2 separate regions of the Mus musculus genome follow, and region 2 is linked to region 1. A link is a contact called in public Hi-C data. All regions are on one chromosome and are shown on one strand. The core of a region is the stretch at or near the end of the contact, and the rest is flanking DNA. Distances in the headings are between cores, read along the strand shown. Region 1 holds the start of Rab3gap1 (RAB3 GTPase activating protein subunit 1). Region 2 overlaps Map3k19 (mitogen-activated protein kinase kinase kinase 19).

Region 1 (4,087 bases), core at 940-3,439:
TCTATTGATTTATTTAATGTGCACTGGTGTTTCTCTTGCATGTATGTCTATATGAGGGTGTTAAATAACCTAGAACTGGAGTTTTAGACAGTTGTGAGCTGCCATGTGGGTGCTGAGAATTGAATCTGGGTCTTCTGGAAGAATGTACAGAACTCTTAACCGCTAAGCATCGCCCCAGCACCCCTCAGGAAATTTTAAACTATTTAACCAGGGAAAATGGCCATTTTTCCATTCTAAACACTAATCATTAATGTCTTCTTACCACTCACCCTCCAAGACCATCATTTTCTAACTACCTTCAAAATATCAACTTTACAGTCAATGTGCCCAAAAGAGCACTCTTGATACATATCTTTTCGTTTAGGCATGAACCTGAAGTTTCATAATTGAGCCTTTCCCCTCAGACTTACATTAAGCTCATCTACCTAAATCTAGTTCACTCTATCCAACTAATTACAGTTCCACTTTATGAATCAATGTAAACTGCTTACTTCATTTTACCACAATGTAACAACTTAAACCAAACAATCCTTGCACCATAGGATCAAAAGCTCTTGCCACTTTAAGCAGCAGTGCTTTCTAAATATGGTCTTCTGACCTGCTGGCATCTGTATTACCTGGGACCATGTTAGAAAAGCAAATTTGGGGATTGGACCTAAAACCTAATGGGAAACACTGAGAACCGAGACCAGCAGGTTCTGATGCACAGTCAAGTTGGAGAGTTTTTAGTCAAGTGCACCAACTCTCGACGCCTCTGCCTTGGCTTTGGAAACTGATCTCACTGTATCATTTTTATTTATTTCCCAGTGATAATTCCTCACTTACTTGTCTCGAAATGTCAGTCCCTTCTCATGTTTAACCAAACCCTGAACCATTTTCCCTTTCCTTTCTTAAGGCAGTACCTCTTAGATTGCTCAGGCTGGTCTTAATTCCTTAGCTCAAGTGATCCGCCTCAGCCTTGCCAGTAGTCACTATTATACACAGGTGCCACGTCACCCAGCTTCCATTTCCCTCCCCAATTTCAAAGCAGGCATTTCCTATCTTTTCCCTACAAAAATGTCTCCAACAATTTTGTAGTCCACGTTTTCCCTACTTAACTAGTTCTTTGTAGTTAGTACCAACTGGCTTACATTTTAACTATTTGTTGGAGTTTTTAAAAGGTATATAGATTTCCCTGATCTTAGGATAGTTCAGGGCACACAGTACTTCCTCATAAAGTCTTGCTAGTGTGTTAAGTCTTACTGACTCGATGAAGTGTGGGGATGGGAACACAAGTCAAACTACTATTTCAAAGATCTTTTATATCTTCCTATGCCACCAACTGATATGAGAGCCACACATTTGTAAAGCCTACAAGCACTGCAACAATAACCTCAATAGCTAGCTATCAAGCCAACAAACTTAGTTTTCAACTCACTCAGGTGATAAAACATGTTCGCCTTAATGCAGTTGTTCATCTGAATTTGACAAGCTCGGGAAGTCTGGGCACAGGACCAAGTTTAAAATGTAACGCTGTGAATCAAAACATTCCAAAGACGTATGTAAACATACTATTTATAAGTATGAAATAGTAGAATTTTAATTTTTTAATTTCTCGAAGACAGGATAACGATGGTAAGAGGATGACAGATGAACAGTCATCGGTACGCTAAAAGTCTCTTCCAATAAACACAGGAAGAAAACACAGCAGCTGCTTAGCTGACGGCTTTGATGACAACTGAGGCAAATTGACATGAAAGCATAAGACCCGGGGACGACCTCGGAAATGGTTTTCTGTGCCAGGGAAGTGATCTGGAAGTCAACACAACTTGTTTTAAAGGCGGAGTCTGAAGGTTGGTCTGACCTGTCTGTATGATTGATGCGGAAAAAGCCAAAGTTGCCGTGGCGCGGAAGAAGAGACGAAGCGTGGGCGTCTCCCTCCGAACCAGCGTCACCTGTGTGATGCCGCCCGGGGCCAGACAGGACCAAACACACTACTCACCTCTCCCACTCCGAGGCTGTGGTGAAGTCTGTGATCTCAAACACTTCGGACTCGGGCTGCGGGGACAGAGAAGAGCACAGACAGTAAGCTGCGGGCCACTGACGTCGGCGGCAGAACTCTGTGACAGAGGCACCCAGGGCGCAGAACTCACCTCACTGTCCGCCGCCATCTTGCGGAGCGGAGCGTCAGGCCCCGCGCGAAGGCTGTCGGGAAGAAGGGAGCTAGGAGGAGGGCACTGAGTGGCCGTGGGCGGGGCCTCGGTGGGTGGTGGGTGGGGCCCCGAAGCGGGCCCGCCTACAAAGGGCCTGCTGGAAGGTGGGAAGACCTTTTTCCTCCAGACAGAAAGATCTTAGTGTGGCATACGCTCTTCTTCAAGGTGGTTTAGTAATATTTTTTTTAAAATTCTGTTGGGGCTAGAGGGATAACTGTGCAGTTAAGACTACCCGCTGCGCTTTCACAAGACCTATGTTCGATTTCCAGCACCTGCATAGCAGTTCACAACCATTTGTGATTTCAGTCCAAAGGGATCCTGTACCTGCTTCTGGCCTCGACTGACACCAGGCATGCACGTGCTGCACAAACAGATTTACATGCTGACGAAACACTCATGCACATGAAATAAAATTAACAAGTATTGTTTAAAGAATTAAAAGTAAAAATAATAAGAGTATTTTGTAGACTCAAGAAGAGCTGATGAGCCGAGCGTGGTGGCACACACCTTTAATCCCAGCACTCGGGAGGCAGAGGCAGGCAGATTTCTGAGTTCGAGGCCAGCCTGGTCTACAAAGTGAGTTCCAGGACAGCCAGGGCTACACAGAAAAACCCTGTCTCGGAAGAAAAAAAACAACCAAACAAACAAAAAACAACAACAACAAAAAACAAAAACAAACTGATGAACATTTTGAAATTGTTACATGACATTCACATCCACAGATGTATTGGGCTACATTCATAAATATCTTGGGGCATATGTAGTCCTATATGGCAAAGACCCTAGATATGCATGGTCACAATTGTATTTAAAAACCTCTTTGAGTTTTCATTCAAATGGGTTTTTTTTTAGATTTATTTATTCATTTTATGTATATGATTACACTAGAATGTGTATGAGTATATTTATTTTATGTATATGAGTATACCAGAAAAGGGCATCAGATCCCATTACAGATGGTTGTGAGCCACCTTGTGATTGCTGGCATTTGAACTCAGAACCTTTGGAAGAGCACTCTTAACCACTGAGCCATCTCTCAAGCCCTTGGTTTTGTTCTTGAGATAGGGTTCATAAGCCAGCCTCACACGCCTTGTGGTGAGAAGAGCGAACTGGAATTCTGATCCTCTTGCCTCCTTTTGAGTATCCTGACTGCAGTCATGTAGCACCGTCTTGGATTGTATGGTGTGGTGGTAAAGACAGAAGCGAGGACCATGCATGCTAGGCAAAAGCTCTACCAACAGAACTACATCCTCAGCTCTTGTTCAAACTTTACAACTCATAAACACTGACCAAGATCCTTAAACCCACTGTCTCCTTTCCTAACCCCAGGAAAAGAAAATCTATACAACTAAACTTATTGTTTTAAAAAGCAGCCAGGCATGGAAGTGCATGCCTTTAATCCCAGCACTCAGGAGACAGAGGCAGGCAGATCTCTGTTAATTCAAGGCAAGCCTGGCCTACAAAGTGAGACCAGGACAGCCAGGGCTCTGTTACACAGAGAAACTCTTGTCTTGAAAAACAAAACAAAAAATAAACAAAACCAAACAACATCATACAAGTTACATATACTCTGAGAAGAACATACTATTTGATGAGTGCTTTACTTTTTAAACCACTGAAGGACAGGAGTGCTAACTAGCAGTTGGAATTCTGTTGGGGACTGTAGAGATGGCTCAGCAGTTAAGAGTACTGACTGTTGTTACAGAGGACCCCAACTCTGTCCCCAGCATCCACGTGGCTACATACAACGCTCCATACTTCTAGTTCTAGGGGACTCAGCACCCTCTTCTGACTTCTATAGTAAACAGAAATGCACACAGTGCACAAATACACATGCAGACAAAATAATTATATACATAAAAATTTAAATTAAATAATTTTTTGAGACAGACTCT
Region 2 (4,087 bases), core at 739-3,238, 38 kb after region 1:
CACCCAATGCCCTCCACTGGCTTCCATTTCAATGCACATAGGCAAATGTACCTGCACACAGAGGAGTAGCCCCCCAACACACATGTGCGAGCACACATAGACACAGAGAGAGAGAGAGACAGAGACAGAGACTGAAGGTCTGATTTGGCTTCAGGGCTATAGCATACCTACATTGTTCTGGAAAAATGCTATTCTGTAGCCCATGACCAGTACAAGACAATGTTAGTACAGACCATGAGGGTGAGCATTAGTAATTTGATAGTACAATCTCACATCCACTGATCAGTTGATGCAAAAACAGTTTTTGACTCTTGGCATTCTACTCTAGTTTTCATTACATTTGTCAAAAAGTATCACTCCGCAATGACTTGGAAGGTTGTAAGATGGCTTCTTCTGGCACTAGAATTCAAAAGTCAGAGACAGGAAGATGACTACAAGCTTAAGGTCAGCCTGGTTTACATATCTTGTTCTAGGGCAGGCGGCACTCTTGGGAAATCTCTTTCCCCAATGAGATGTAAAAAGTGTCTACCCCTCCTTATAAGGTCCCAAAGACAAACTAAAGCATGGCTCTACCAGAGGTCACTTAGAGAGCATCGGGGAGGGGCTTATGGGAGCATGGAAACCCCAAAGCAGCCACATTGGAAAGTCTTCAACCAGTACCGATGTTGGCTTCCCCAGAGTCAGGTATGGAGTCTTTGTCAATTAACCTTCCTTATCGTTTATACCCTAATACCTCCTGAGGTCCCATGCAATTAGGACAGAATTGTGTACAGTTGGTTGGCAGGACTAGCTAGAATCTCAGGTGAGGTTCCACGACCCTCCTAGTAAACTGGCTAGTGATAGATCTCCTACCAGCAGGAATAGTCAGCCTGATGGAAATGGTGGCTGTTTTGTTTGGAAGATTAACTATACAAAAGCAAGGCTCTGTCTTTCTCAAAGAACTAAACGATGGAGTTGGGGGTGCAGCCCAGCAGGCAGAGGGCTTTCTTAGCATACATGAAGCCCTGAGTTTGATCCTCAGTGCTTCATAAACCGGATATGGTGGTGCATGCCTGTAATCCTAACACTTGGGTGGTAGAGGCAGGAGGCTTCCAAGTTCAATGCCATCCTTGGCTACATAGCTAGTTTGGGACTAGCTTGTATTATATAAGACTCTGTTTCAAAAAATAAATAATAAAAATAAGGTAATAAAAGTAGCTAATGAAAATAGAAACCAGTTTCCCATTGCAGACAATTTGAGAGTACTGGCCTGGCTAATTAATTCGTTTTGTCTGACTCTCCTGTTCCCACGAACGGGGACTAAGAAAGGATCACTGACTAGGACTGAATCCAGAAGGCAGAGCTGGCAGGAGCAGGCCAGGACAAGCAGGGGGACTTCTCCTGGTAGGAGTCCACAGCCCCACTCAACCAGACCACGTGGGAACCAATTTTCCTAACTTCCCAACACGTTCTCTGGTCTGAGACCTGCAGATCTGGAGGATACTGGGAATGTACCATCAGTTTTCTGTAACTGGCAAAACACTTAAGAGAGTGTACAGAGAGGAATTTGGTTTGGTTTCAGAGGTTCGTTCCACAGTTGCTTTGGTTTTGTGGTGTAAGACAGCTGCACATCATGGTGGAGAGCAGGCTGGGGAGGAGGCTGCTTCCTTCAGGGTGGTCATGAAGAGAACACAGTGACAAGTGCCGGAACCCCCTCCAAGACATTCTCCCAGCCATTAGGTACCACCTCCTCCGACATCGTCATATGCAAGGGACCAAACTTTGATCACAGAGAGACCCCCTGAGATCTGAACTATACCAGCAAATGAGTTTTCCCCATCTCTCTCCTTTCAGTCAGGTGACTTCAGAGCATCAGGAACGGGAACAAGTGCATCCTGTCTCTCCACCAGATGACGCGGAGATGGTGGGCCTCACGGGGAGGATGCTAACCACACAGCCTTCACTTCTGAAGACAGACGGAAGTTCTGAGGAGCTCTGTGGTGTGGACGTGGCTCTCTCACCACCCAGACCTTGCTTAGACTCAAGCCTTGCTGCATCTGCAGCTGGGGAGGTGGCTCCTTGTGTTCTGAAAGAACAGCAAAGGCAATCTGATGGTGAGTCAAGCTCTTGCTTATGCGTGTACGTTTAGAGTATCCATACAGGTACATAATGTATGACAGCATATGCCCCCTCATCCTTCCATGCTCTCCCTCTCCTCACCCCTTCTTCCTGTTAGTTCCCTGTCCCTAAACAATCTTACTTCTCTGTTCAGGCCGTATTTACTCATATGATTTTATGTATCTCTATAAAAATATGGAAACCACAATTAAGAGGGAACATATTAAATTGAGCATTTAATTCTACAGTGGAGCTGGAGAGATAACTCAGTGAAGTGCTTGCAAGCACACGGATCTGAGTTAAATTCCCCAAGCCCATGTTTTTTTTTGTTGTTGTTGTTTGTTTTTTTGTTTTTTTAAAAAAAGTCAGATATGATGACATGCGCTTGTCACCGAAGCCCAGGGGAGGCTGAGTCAGAGGATCCCTGGGGCTCAATGGCCGGAAGCCTCGCCAACTTGACAGATTCCAGGCTAGGGAGAGGTCTTGTTTCAAACGAGGACAGTGGTGCCCAAATGGTTGTGTCCTCTGACTGCTACAGGCACATGATGGAATGAAGATGCCTTCGCCTCTGCACATATGTGCCCGTGTGCATGCATACACACACCACACACACACACACACACACACACACACACGACTAACAATAGGCTTAATAATGACAATACTGAAGGCAATGGGAGCAAATGGCTGGAAAGGAAATGCATTTTGTATGTGTTTCAGGGAAGAGTATTTCATGAACTAAAAATAAATAAGCTAGTGTAGGAGCCGGGCATGTGGCTCAGCTGATCAAGTTTTACCTAGCATCCACGAAGCTCTGGGTTTGCTTCCCATACTAAGCTGGGCAGGACACACACCTGTAATTGTAACACTCAGGGGGTGGAGGCAGGGGGATTGTAAGTTTAAGGGTATCCGTGGCTACCTAGGGAATTCAAGGTACTAACTACATGTAGGCTGCTCTATGAGACCAGCTCTCAAAAACAAATGAACAAACCTATAACACCCCTTCTGGTAGCTTTAGGCTAAGGTTTTCTGAAATCACTTCACAGCACTATGTATACCACACAGGGAGAATATACTCTGAAACACTTTCCCGCATATCTCCTGCTCCATCTATGAACTCTTCAGCCTACTACTAATAACACCCAGTTCTTGTTTCTTTTGTTATAGAGTTTCCTACCTCTGACATAAGCTACAGTAGCCGAAGAACTGGGGTAAGATCAGTTCCAGCATGTTTGACTTCATTAAACAACAATAAGGGTGGTGGTGGTGCACACTCTAATTTCCAGCACTCTCGAAGCAGAGGCAGACAGATCTCTATGAGTTCGAGACCAGCCTGGTCTATAGAGCTAGTTCCAGGACAGCCATGGCTACACAGAGAAACTCTGTCTCAAAGAAAGAAATAACAAAATCCATAAATCTCAACAACAATGACAAGCTCCCACAAACTTCTCAGTCAAATCTTCAGCAATAATATTGTGGAGAAAATTTAAAAAAGGATGACTACTTTATGGAGAAGCTAAGTATTCATGGGAAAACCATTCCATGTCCTGTGAGGTGCTTCTCTGGGCCATCTCCTGCTCCTGGGTAGTGGGGTGAACAGGTCTCTTCATTTTCTGTCTTCGTTTTTCCTTCATTTTGTCTCTGTTTCTTAATGCGTTTAAGTTTGGGGGACAGGGTCTCACTATGTCACCTAGACTGGCCTTGAACTCACAGAGATCCCCCTGCCTCTGCCTCTCTAGTTCTAGGATTAAGGGTGTGGATTGCTGCTCTACTCACCTCATACCTTTGTCCAAATCCCATGTTACTCTTTGCCGTTCACACCCCACCCTGATGGGGGAGAGTTTTCCTGCTCCTATAAAGCGTTACAGGTAAAGATCCTGGGAAGATACTTGTTACTTGTCAGTTTTCTCAGCTCTCTTGGCCTTCAGTGTCCTAGGAGACATACAAACATCGGTGCATACCTGTGTGTTGGTGCATACCTGTGTGTCAG

Evidence for each region. Hi-C and Micro-C count contacts between places; a contact is called where the count stands out from the background.
Region 2: a contact with region 1 is called in a Hi-C map of LSK cells, with 2.7 times the contacts expected there. The contact joins the enhancer-like site here to the promoter of Rab3gap1 in region 1. A contact is called at or near these places in 1 of 39 promoter capture datasets (macrophages), 2 of 15 datasets of contacts at CTCF or cohesin (CD8 T cells and the NIH/3T3 cell line), 16 of 484 Hi-C or Micro-C datasets (CD4 T cells, CD8 T cells, DN3 thymocytes and 11 more), 10 of 115 datasets of contacts at active chromatin or transcription factors (the HPC-7 cell line, the SCID.adh cell line, bone marrow-derived macrophages and 4 more) and 3 of 9 other capture datasets (adipose tissue, liver and pancreatic islet).

The regions. Positions count from the first base shown.
Region 1 is chr1:127,866,875-127,870,961 of GRCm38.p6, reverse strand. It overlaps Rab3gap1 (RAB3 GTPase activating protein subunit 1), which reads right to left and starts at 2,189. Exons shown (of 24, transcript NM_178690.4): 1 at 2,133-2,189; 2 at 1,982-2,037. The coding sequence starts at 2,150.
Region 2 is chr1:127,828,277-127,832,363 of GRCm38.p6, reverse strand. It overlaps Map3k19 (mitogen-activated protein kinase kinase kinase 19), which reads left to right. Exons shown (of 14, transcript NM_011737.2): 9 at 1,834-2,093; 10 at 3,265-3,308. Among named protein-coding and RNA genes, the nearest start is that of Map3k19, 25 kb to the left of the region's middle. Within about 2 kb of position 1,988, at least 58 of the 459 cell types and tissues checked have an H3K27ac peak or open chromatin away from gene starts, as enhancers often do. A contact at or near this core is called in CD8 T cells, the HPC-7 cell line, LSK cells and 8 more, where this site is marked.